Linked DNA regions of Mus musculus: region 1 is linked to region 2. Evidence: chromatin contacts called from public promoter capture Hi-C data. All regions are on one chromosome and are shown on one strand. The core of a region is the stretch at or near the end of the contact, and the rest is flanking DNA. Distances in the headings are between cores, read along the strand shown.

What was found. Promoter capture Hi-C pulls out the DNA fragments that hold promoters and counts their contacts.
Region 1: a contact with region 2 is called in a promoter capture Hi-C map of hippocampal neurons, with 2.6 times the contacts expected there. The contact joins the enhancer-like site here to the promoter of Gpr26 in region 2. A contact is called at or near these places in 1 of 39 promoter capture datasets (hippocampal neurons), 4 of 484 Hi-C or Micro-C datasets (embryonic cerebral cortex, embryonic fibroblasts, forebrain and 1 more) and 1 of 115 datasets of contacts at active chromatin or transcription factors (embryonic stem cells).

Annotation. Positions count from the first base shown.
Region 1 is chr7:132,002,913-132,008,180 of GRCm38.p6, forward strand. No RefSeq gene overlaps it. Among named protein-coding and RNA genes, the nearest start is that of Gpr26, 39 kb to the left of the region's middle. Within about 2 kb of position 3,274, at least 11 of the 459 cell types and tissues checked have an H3K27ac peak or open chromatin away from gene starts, as enhancers often do. A contact at or near this core is called in forebrain and hippocampal neurons, where this site is marked.
Region 2 is chr7:131,963,576-131,968,545 of GRCm38.p6, forward strand. Gpr26 (G protein-coupled receptor 26) reads left to right here and starts at 2,885. Exons shown (of 3, transcript NM_173410.3): 1 at 2,885-4,020. The coding sequence starts at 3,353. It overlaps Gm34725 (a long non-coding RNA gene), which reads right to left and starts at 162. Exons shown (of 3, transcript XR_378540.1): 1 at 1-162.

The DNA.
Region 1 (5,268 bases), core at 2,024-4,523, 40 kb after region 2:
TGAAGCTTGGAGCTGGAGGTCTTGCTGACAAGAGGGTACCAAGAGCCAGTCCTTCTAGAAAACGAACCCTCCGCGCCCCCCCCCACTCCCATGCACGAGGATGGGAGGATCCACTTGGAGATGTCTTAAGGATCAATGGAGCTTCTTTCCCTTCCAGACATCTCTATAGATGGGGTTCACAGAATGGGGATTCCTGGATTCCTAAGATTAGAGGGCTCAGTCTATGGTTGGGAGAGATAAAAGCAGGTATGTTGGCAGAGCTGGTCTGGGCATAAACTTGTCCTGACTGTGGATAGTCCCAGGCTCAGGCTGGGCACAACATGGGGGACTCTTCCTCTTTTGGTACCACAGTCTTGAGCAGGTTGCATGGGGGGTGGCAGGGCAGAAACCCAGCCTCCAAAGAGGCCCCATCAGGTAAGTGATCAAAACAATAATGAGTTGCCACCACACACCATTGAAACAGCTAATAGAAGCATATGGAACAATAGGAAGCCACTCATATGGGGTACATACCATTTATATTTTAGAAAGTGTGTATGTGTGTGTGTGTGTGTGTGTGTGTGTGTCAGAGGTTGACGCTGGTTTGAGTCCTTACTGTCAGAGAGGTGAGCTGCCACAGAGACCCTGATGACTCTTCTGAGTGCTTTGCTCTTTGGCCTGCCAGAATCCTCTAGGGACTGTGACACAGAGGTTGGCTATGGGATGAAAGTCCTCATAAAGTCATACTGAGTAGAGGTTATAGGAGGGAGGAAGGGCTGTCACCCAGAAGAGTGGCTCTTCTTCCATCAGACCAGCTCAGTGGTGGCTGTCCATGGAACTTGAGGGACAGACAGTAGCTGCAGAGCTGCCCTCTCCCTACCCGCCCCCCCCCCACAAGCTGGGACAGATACCTTTGGAAAACACAGGTAGCTAGAGCCAGAGGGCACCTCTGATGTCATCAGATACCCTTTGCTTTCCTTCCCACTCTCTCCCTTCCCCTTTCCTTCTCTTCCCTCCCCTCCCCTTCCTTTCCTGTCTTCTCATGTAGCCCAGGCTAACCCTAAACTGGATATATAGCCAAGGATGATCATCAACTTAAGATCCTCCTGCCTCTACCTCTGGGATACTTGGATTATAGGTATGTCTCACACACACACACACACACACACACACACACACACGGAGGGAGAGAGAGAGAGAGAGAGAGAGAGAGAGAGAGAGAGAGAGAGAGAGCAAGAGCAAGAGAGCAGTACTAGGGGTTGAACTCAAGTCATGGTACTTGCTAAGCAATTACTGTACCAATCCCCAGACCCAAGCTAACTTTAATAGGCAGAAAAATGTGGCTCAGACAAAATAATGGGCTCTGGTCAATTAACTCAAGCTGGTAGATGGTGGGGCCATATGCCAGCTCTGTGGACAGCAGTTTCCATACTGACCCTACTCAGTGTTTATGTTCTGAGTGTGATGGCTGCTGGTGCTAGTGCTACAGATCAGAAAGTGAGGGACTCCGAGCCATCTAGACCGTCCATTCAAACAGGGTCTCCCGACACTTCTCTTATGCCTTTGAGATCAGTGTTTCTGCAGAGGGCCCCAGCATCTGCAAGGCTGATAACAACTCAAGAGAATAACTCTCACCTGTGTTTTAGGAGAGGTTGGATAGTTACCTCAGGTGCTTCCCTGGACTCTGATCTGTGATCGAATGAGAAAGGGAGAATCAGAAATCAGGCAGAATGTCTGCTTTGCAGAGGTTATAAATCTGCCTTCCACACCTTTTGTTGGTACCATCTGGAATAGGAGGATAGAAAATGGGAGGTGGGGAGGAGAGATGAGTCTTAACTGAGCTGGAGCCAAGTCAAGGGTGACCTGCAAATTGCCACAAGCCAGGGGCAGGGGTGGGAGGTGGGGGTGGGAGAGTTGGGGTTATGTGAGGACTTCCTGTCTCCCTTTGAGTATCTACACCATCGGCACCTGGGTGGCCAAGGCTCAGTGCTTAGCTCCCAGATCAATGACCTCAGGCCTCAGCCAATCATAATTTGAGTGCTGGTGTTCTTCCAAAGCACTCTGCTCTCTGATTCAGTCATGCTGGGCCCTGCTCTCAAAGCCTGCAGAGATTGTGACCTCTGTCCCTGTTCATCCCATCCTACTTCTCACCTTAATTGTGCCCTTCCAGAAAGAAGAGAATACAGTTATTGGGGAACAGGCTTGCACTGTGAGGGACCACTTCACTCCAGGAAGAGTCAGTCTGATCATGGGGAGTGGAGTGTGTGCCTGATGGATGACTGACAGCTGGCATTCAGTGTTGGCTGATACACCTTGGAACACAGTCCTGTCTTTATCTATTTCCTCATTTATTGTATCTTGTTGTCTTCAATGGCAAAACTATAGTTATGAAATAGCAACAAAATAATTTTATGGTTGGGGGGGTCAGTGCAACATGGGAAACTGGGATTGCAGCATTAGGAAGGCTGGGAACCACTACCACTGACTTACATGCTCGTATGCACCTTCTTCTGTCTTCTCTCCCACCCCCATACTCCTCCCCAGGCCCTAAGTGCCCGGCACAGTACCTGGTACTCAGCAGGTACCTCTCTTAGCAAATTCCTCTTAATAACAACACGGTGGGAACGGCACTTTGATAATAGATTTTCCTGTCACTTCTCAAGTTCTCGTAGACATTAGGCATCACTGAGAACGCTGTTTTCCAAGTCAAAATATTCATTATGATCCACGCTGTTTGCAATTGCCTCAGTCTGAGTCACTACCCTGTAGTGTGTGTTGGGAGGAAATCAGTCCTCTCCTGGGAGTGCCATGGTGTGTTGGTTGAAGTCAGGGCCCTGCTGTACCCTTGGTGACCTTGGTGATGTACTTCTTTGCTGATCCCAACTAGGAAGCTTTCTGGGTCTGCCAGAACAGCTAGGGTCACCAGCCTGGATGATATCAAGGTGGGTCAAAGACGCTTTAGGACTACAGAAAGATAAATCCCCCAGTGCGAACTGCATCAAGTGCTTTGGAAAGCTGGCCATCCTTCAGGCACACAAGCGAGAGAAACAAGCCAGAGATTTCCCCCTGCTTGACATTCCCCCCGTTTATCCCATTAAAACCAAATAGCTGTGCGGTGCTGAAGTTTGTTCCTGGACTCATTAGGTGCCTCCTCGTAATTATGGGTTTGAAAGCAAACTCAAGGCAAAGCCTCTCAGGGAAATTAAGCTCAGAGAGCAAGAGAACAAGAAAACGCGTAGGAGCTGGATAATTGCACGCCCGTGTCTCTAGCAGTGGGCTCGGGCACACAGAGCAGCATATGGGATCTGGGGTGAAGGGAAGAACTAAATGAAGCTCAGCTCAGACAAACGGTGAGCAAGCTAAGACAGAGCAACGTTTGTGGACACTCCTCTAGCTGGTGATTTGTTTGGTGGCTTTACCCAATAATTGGCTTCATTTCTCCCCAGTCCCTGACAGCACTCACCTGCGTCCCTCTCCTCTTCGTGGGAAAGAAATGTTTACTCCCTGGGATGTAGGTCAGTGGACACCTGCCAGCGGACAGCTTCCCTCCACTCCCCGCTCCCTCTGTCTTCCCACAAGCTTCAGACACTGATGAAGCCATCTGCAAACCTGTCCTAGACACATGGGGCTCCTAATGTTACACTATCTGGTACAGTGTAATTATCACCATGGATTCTGGAAGGCAGAATTGGGTGGGTGGGTAGTATGGCTCAGTAGGTTGAGTTGCATGCCAGGACGATACATGATAGAGGGAGAGAATCAGTTCCCACAAGACACCCTCTAAACCTCCATTCATGGACATGTACATCAAAAAACAATGTAATAAAGTTATTTAAAAAAGAAAGATAGAAAAAGAAGGCCAGAAGCCAAGGGCAAAAGCAACCTATGTAAGTAACTGGACTCCACCCTCAGAGGCCCCTAAGGAAGACCACCTTCAGACACCCTGATGTTAGCCCGGGGAAGCTCAGGACCAGAGCATGATAGACCTGTGCTGATTCAATGCCGTGTGCTGCAGTAGCACAGGGCATTAGCATAAAGATAAGTGGGCATTTCTGTGTCCTGGTACAGAAATTCAGTAGCCCAGCCACAAAACGGAAGAAAGTTGGTATAGCAGTACGTCACAAAGAGCTCAGCGTCTGTGCAGCTGCGACATGGCTGAGGTCAAATGGAAGATTCAGAGCTGGGGTTTTTATGAGAGATAAAATAACTAGAATAAGAAAGTGGCCCTGGAGTCACCAGGTCACACAGAAATTGCTAGTGTACTCCAGTGCCAAGAAATCCCAGGAGAGCAACATGTACTGTTCTGTCTCCTAGTTGGGATGAAAGACAAACACACGGATTCACTGAGCTGGACACACACAGGAAGCTGGCACCGTTCTGTTGGATGCAAATTGTCAATAGGTCTCAAAACTTGCATGGTTTCTGCCTAGCCTGCCCTACAGCAAGTCATAATCAGAACCCAAGCAGAATGTGAGGAGCCCATGCCTGTCTTGTTCATCATAGTAAATGTTTGGAATTCTTGGGGACCTCTTGAATACACAATGGTACAGCTAAACACTAAAAAGCTTGTGGAGCTTTTTAAAGGACCAGGTAGGGTCTGATAACCTAGAATAAGGATTGCTTTCTAGAGTTTATGAACAGGGTTCTTTTTTTAAAAAACAAAACACGTGGGCATGGGGACTAGAGAGCTGGTTCTGTGGGCAAAGCACTTTCTGTACAAGGACTGGAGTTCTAGTCTCCTGTCCAAAGCTAGGCACGGTCGTGCATGCTTATGATCTCAATGCCAGGAGATGGGGACAGGCAGATGCCTGTGGCTACCTGGCCAGCCAGCCTAGTCTAACTGCTGAGTCCTGGCTCCTCCTCTTCCTCTTCTTCCTCTTCTTTCTCCTTCCCTTCCCCCTCTTTCCTCTCTGGCCTTTCTCCTCCTCTTCCTTAACCTCCTCCTTTAAAATATGGCTTTCTCCTAATTAACTCACAAATAAACCATCTCACTTCCAGTTTAATGTGAGCACTCACACACTTGCCCGTGTCTAAACTCTGCCCACCTTAGCGTACTTCTTTGCAGTGAGAAGATACATTCCAAAGCCATGGGGCTTTGTTTACAGATTTACACTTTCACTACCAACTGTATTTCTATGCAATTAGATACCACACAAAGGAAATAAATATGAACTAGAAAATGATAGCTTTATATCCCTTTGCAAGACTCATGAGTCCTCCCATCTGTATTCAGTCCTTCTTCATCAACTGATATTACCCTCTCTAGGTTCTTTGTAACTGCCATACTAT
Region 2 (4,970 bases), core at 1,635-4,134:
GCCTGACCTGGCTAAGGCCAACAAGGCTGGGGACCTGGTTGCCATGGAGATCAGCCCTCCTACAATCCCACTGGGAGCAGAAAATTTTGTTTAAATAAGCAGGAGAAAATGAGCCTTGGTTCCTCAGCAAACTGAGTTATAATATTCTGAATTTCTATTCTGGCATTTTAACCTTTCAATGTTGCCCTTAGGAATTCAGAGAACAAATGATCTTCAATATGCTGAGTGTGTGAGGTGAGGTGGCTGGGGGGAGGGAGGGAGGGAGGGAGGGAGATACACACACACACACACACACACACAGAGAGAGAGAGAAAGAGAGAGAGAGAACACACACACACACACACAGAGAGAGAGAGAGAGAGAGAGAGAGAGAGAGAGAGAACTGAAATACTGATTTCTTACTGTTGGCCCAGTTACCTGGTTATCAACATCATTTGATGCAGAGAAGTCGAGGTTCTTTTAAGTTATAGAACAAAGGCATCTCATTGAAAGGGTGACTGAGGAGCTCTGAAGCTCACAGTAAAAGCCAGCCTGTGGAGCTGGGTATGCTGGCTTCATCCCTCGCCAGTTGTGTCACTTAACGTCTCTGTCTGTTCTCTGCTGTCTTTATCTCCGAAATACCAGCTGTAGTTAACTCTTTCTCTTGTCATTTTTGCAAGAATTAAATCAGATGTGATGTTTGGACAGGTTTTGGCAACTTGTATGCCATGAATTAATGCATTGTAGCCTGTGCTTCCTACAAACACTGGTGGTCCTTTTGTGAGGCCAGAGCATTAGGCCACTGATGGTGGATGTGTCCAGGGCATGGTTAGCATCATCTGTCTAGCCTGACCACTTCTGAGCATCATTTGTAGAGCTAGTAAATGAGGCAAACCTGACTTAGAAACCCCAGGAATCTGAATTTAAACAGCACAGGAAGTCATTCTATAGAACATTATAATGTAAGAATCAAGGATCCACTGGTGTGTCCCAAAACATACTGGTTTACTCCAGAAGCAATCCCTAAACATCCATCTCATCCCAGGGGAGAGGCTTATCAAGACAGTCTGTGGAAGCAGGGAGACACATGGGTGAACAGCCCACATTGTTGTTGTCATCAACCAAGCAAGAGATGAAGATGCACAGCCAACCTGAGTTCTGTAGGCCCCATGAGGAGACCAAGGGCTGAGAAGGATGACAGCATTCTGCTTGCTTTTCTCTTCCCTGAGAGGCAAAACCACTTCCACACAGTATCAACGCAGCTCTAAAAAACAGATAAGGAAGCCAAGACTCGGGGAAGATGGGTGTTTGGCTCAGGGTCTTGTGAGGTCAGTGAGTGATGTGCTGGTAACTGCTTAACCACGGGCTCAGATTGCGGGTGGGGCGGGCTGAGCTGTGACATTTGTTTGTTTCTGTGGTATAAATGCCCTTAGAGTGTCAGGTTTCTATTACCAATGTGCTGCCTCTTAAGGGGGGTTGCAGAAGGGTTCCCAGGCACCCTTGGAAGCTGGTAAGAAGTGGTCCTGTCCTGGGCACTCTTGGGTATATTCATTATAGTGGTGCTTAGCATCTGTCAAGGTGTAGAAGAGAAAGGCCATTGTTCTCTCTGACTTGCAGGTGCTTTAGATTAACCCCCTCCATCCTTGAATCTATGTGAGGGAAGATAATTAGTGTGATGGGGGAGACACAACAGCTCCCTTAGGGAAACTGTCTATATTTGGTTTCTTTCAGACTGAGGTCTGGCTATGTACAGTCATCACTGGCCATCTCACCAGGCTCTGAAATACAGTGTAGGTGGTCACTGGAGGAGGTAGCATCCCATAGAAAGGCAAGAGACTGAGGAAGCTCTGAAAGTTGTCACCTGTCTGTCCACCAAGCACCTTTGAAACTACGGAGTCTGGACTAGGGATAGAAGAGACACAGTTCCCACATGTTTACCTGAGGGGAGGCTGAGACCCTTTATGTCCCAAACTCTGATGATCTGGATCAAACAGAGACATCCGCTATCCTCCCATTCTCTGAACAGTTCATCCACATGCCTAATAAGCTTATACTCGCTGGCTCGCCACACCCAGAATGGACAGGACAGCAGCTGGCCCAGGACACAATGAGTGTCCAGAACCAGCTACACCAGGACTACTTCTGATGACCATGGACAGAGTGTGTTCTTGACTGATGGCATGCCCAAGGGATGTCCCGGTGAGCCTCAAGTGACCTTGCACCATATCTGAGAGTGTAGCTGAATGACTAGAGAGTGAAGAGACGAAGCTCTGGAGACTCAGTGTCCAGCAGTACAGCAACTGCCTGCAGATAGATGAGGGGAGATCTCAGGAGATCTCTGGCCATAATGCAAGACAGAACTGTGAATTCTATCCCAGCTCAGCAGAAGCCTAGCCAAGCTCCCCAGTTCATCTTAGATAACAGCAGCAATCCTAGATGCTGGGCAGCTATGGGGCAGGTGGACTGGGTCAAGGTCTGGTCACCTAGGCAGGGACAAGCAGCACTGGGACATGAGGGTGCCCAGACATTCTTCCCTTTTCCTAGATTTCTTGACTCAGCCTGTCTCCAGCTCATATAGGGGAGGATAGAAAGGAAGGGGAGGAGGGGAGCCACTGGGAGCCAGCCATTCTGCAAGGGAGCCGGTAGGGCTCCTTCCCTCCAAGTGTGTGTGTGTGTGTATGTGTGTGTGTGTGTGTGTGTGTGTGAGAGAGAGAGAGAGAGAGAGAGAGAGAGAGAGAGAGAGAATCGGTGGGATTTCCTTCTCAGAAGCAGCCAGTTTCCTAAGAGAAAAAAGAGAGAAAGGAGAAAGAAAGGGAGGAGAAAATTGGAGGTGGGAGAGACAGAAGGGGGAGGGGGCAGAAAGTGAGAGCACACAGGAGACTGAGCACAGAGGCAGAGAGAGGGAGACAGAGAGAAAGCCACAAAGCAGAAGGGTGTGCGGAGCAGAGCCAGAGCTGAGAGGGACCCAGTAAGGGCGGGTGCAGGCAGACGCAAAGCCAGTGACCACAGGAGACTGCGACCCCGGATTCCAGGGCACTTCAGGAGGTCAGAGGAGCACAGGCCAAGAGGTGGTGCGGGACTGGGAGTGAACACTCGCCTAGGTGATCGCCGGTGAGGTGACCCCAGACTCCGAGTGGTTCCGTGCCCAGGTGCTCGCCTGGGAGGTGGCGCGGGGCTCCGGGAGGCTGCGTGCCTAGGTGCTGGCCCAGGGGGTGGCGCGGGCTTCTGGGTTGGTGGATGCCCTCTGGGTAGCCATGGCGACAAGGGCCAGGGGTCGCTGGGCTGCCGTGTCGCCTAGGGGCTGAGTCGACAGCAGGCTGCGCCATGGCGGCGCGGGGTTGCGGGCCCTGAGCGCCAGCGGCGGGCGCGCACCATGAACTCGTGGGACGCGGGCCTGGCGGGGCTGCTGGTGGGCACTATCGGCGTGTCGCTGCTGTCCAACGGGCTGGTGCTGCTCTGCCTCCTGCACAGCGCTGACATCCGCCGCCAGGCGCCGGCGCTCTTCACTCTCAACCTCACGTGTGGCAACCTGCTGTGTACCGTGGTCAACATGCCACTAACACTGGCCGGCGTCGTGGCACAACGGCAGCCGGCCGGGGACCGCCTGTGCCGCCTGGCCGCCTTCCTCGACACCTTTCTGGCCGCCAACTCCATGCTCAGCATGGCCGCGCTCAGCATCGACCGCTGGGTGGCTGTGGTCTTTCCGCTGAGCTACCGTGCCAAGATGCGCCTCCGAGATGCCGCCTTCATGGTGGCCTACACGTGGCTGCACGCGCTCACCTTCCCGGCCACCGCGCTCGCCCTGTCCTGGCTCGGCTTCCACCAGCTATATGCCTCGTGCACACTGTGCAGCCGGCGGCCGGACGAGCGCCTGCGCTTTGCTGTCTTCACCAGCGCCTTCCATGCGCTCAGCTTCCTGCTCTCCTTCATCGTGCTCTGCTTCACGTACCTCAAGGTGCTCAAGGTGGCCCGCTTCCACTGCAAGCGCATCGACGTGATCACCATGCAGACGCTTGTGCTGTTGGTGGACATACACCCCAGGTGAGTGCCCTGACCCAAGACTCTGAGCACTTGGTATTGAGTTAGGAAGGTCCCAGCATCCCGGGAGATCCCCTTTCTGCATCAATGGCATTAAGCACGGGTGGAATAGCAGATCCTGTTTAAACGGGTGCCTAGAGCTTCACTTTCTGAAACATGGGACTGAAACCCCAGCCAGAACATCTTGTTACCCTTATACTCTGGGCAGTGAACTCTGTTCACTTTTCGAAGCTTGAAAGTGGTTTGGATCTGAGAGGGGTATCTAGAGGATTGGAAAACCCTTAAGAACTCTTCAAATGGTGGGTGTTATTCCTCTGGGTCTTTGCAGTCCTGGGTGTGGTGCCACCTGGATCTCCTCGCATGAGTCCTCATTAAACAGAATCCATAGCACCTTCTCCCAGTGATGAGCTCTGAGGGCCCCAGTTCTTCTTGCCTTCCTAGAAGGTTCAGTCCATCGTTTTCTAGACTTGGAACCTCAAGGTCCCTTAAAGAATTTGTATCTCAGGTTTCTGAAACCAAGCCTGCCCACCACTTCCATTCTGTTGACTTGCTATTTCTTTGGAGAAGAAGGAGGGAGGCAAATGGAAAGATGGACTGGGAACCTCCGTGGTCCTTAGTGTTCCTTAGGGAGAAGAGGAGGAAACTGTCAATCGGGCTGTTCTGAGCTCACCTCATCTTTCCTCTTGAGACTAGGACATCAAGAGGGAGGGTGCTTCTGTGGCCTCTGCCAGTTTATATACATTAAAAGCAGACTCCCTCTCTGCTGCCTGGGACTTAGGAGTCCACTTGACACAGAAGATACAGCACACAGGGAGCAATAGTGATGGACAGTTAGGCTTCAATGTGTGAGCAGAGCCCCAGGATGTGGGGAGCCTTGGGGAATGGAATGTAGACCCCAATGTATATTCACCCTCCAGGGCACAGTGGACAGACTGAGCAAAAGCCTTTGTGAA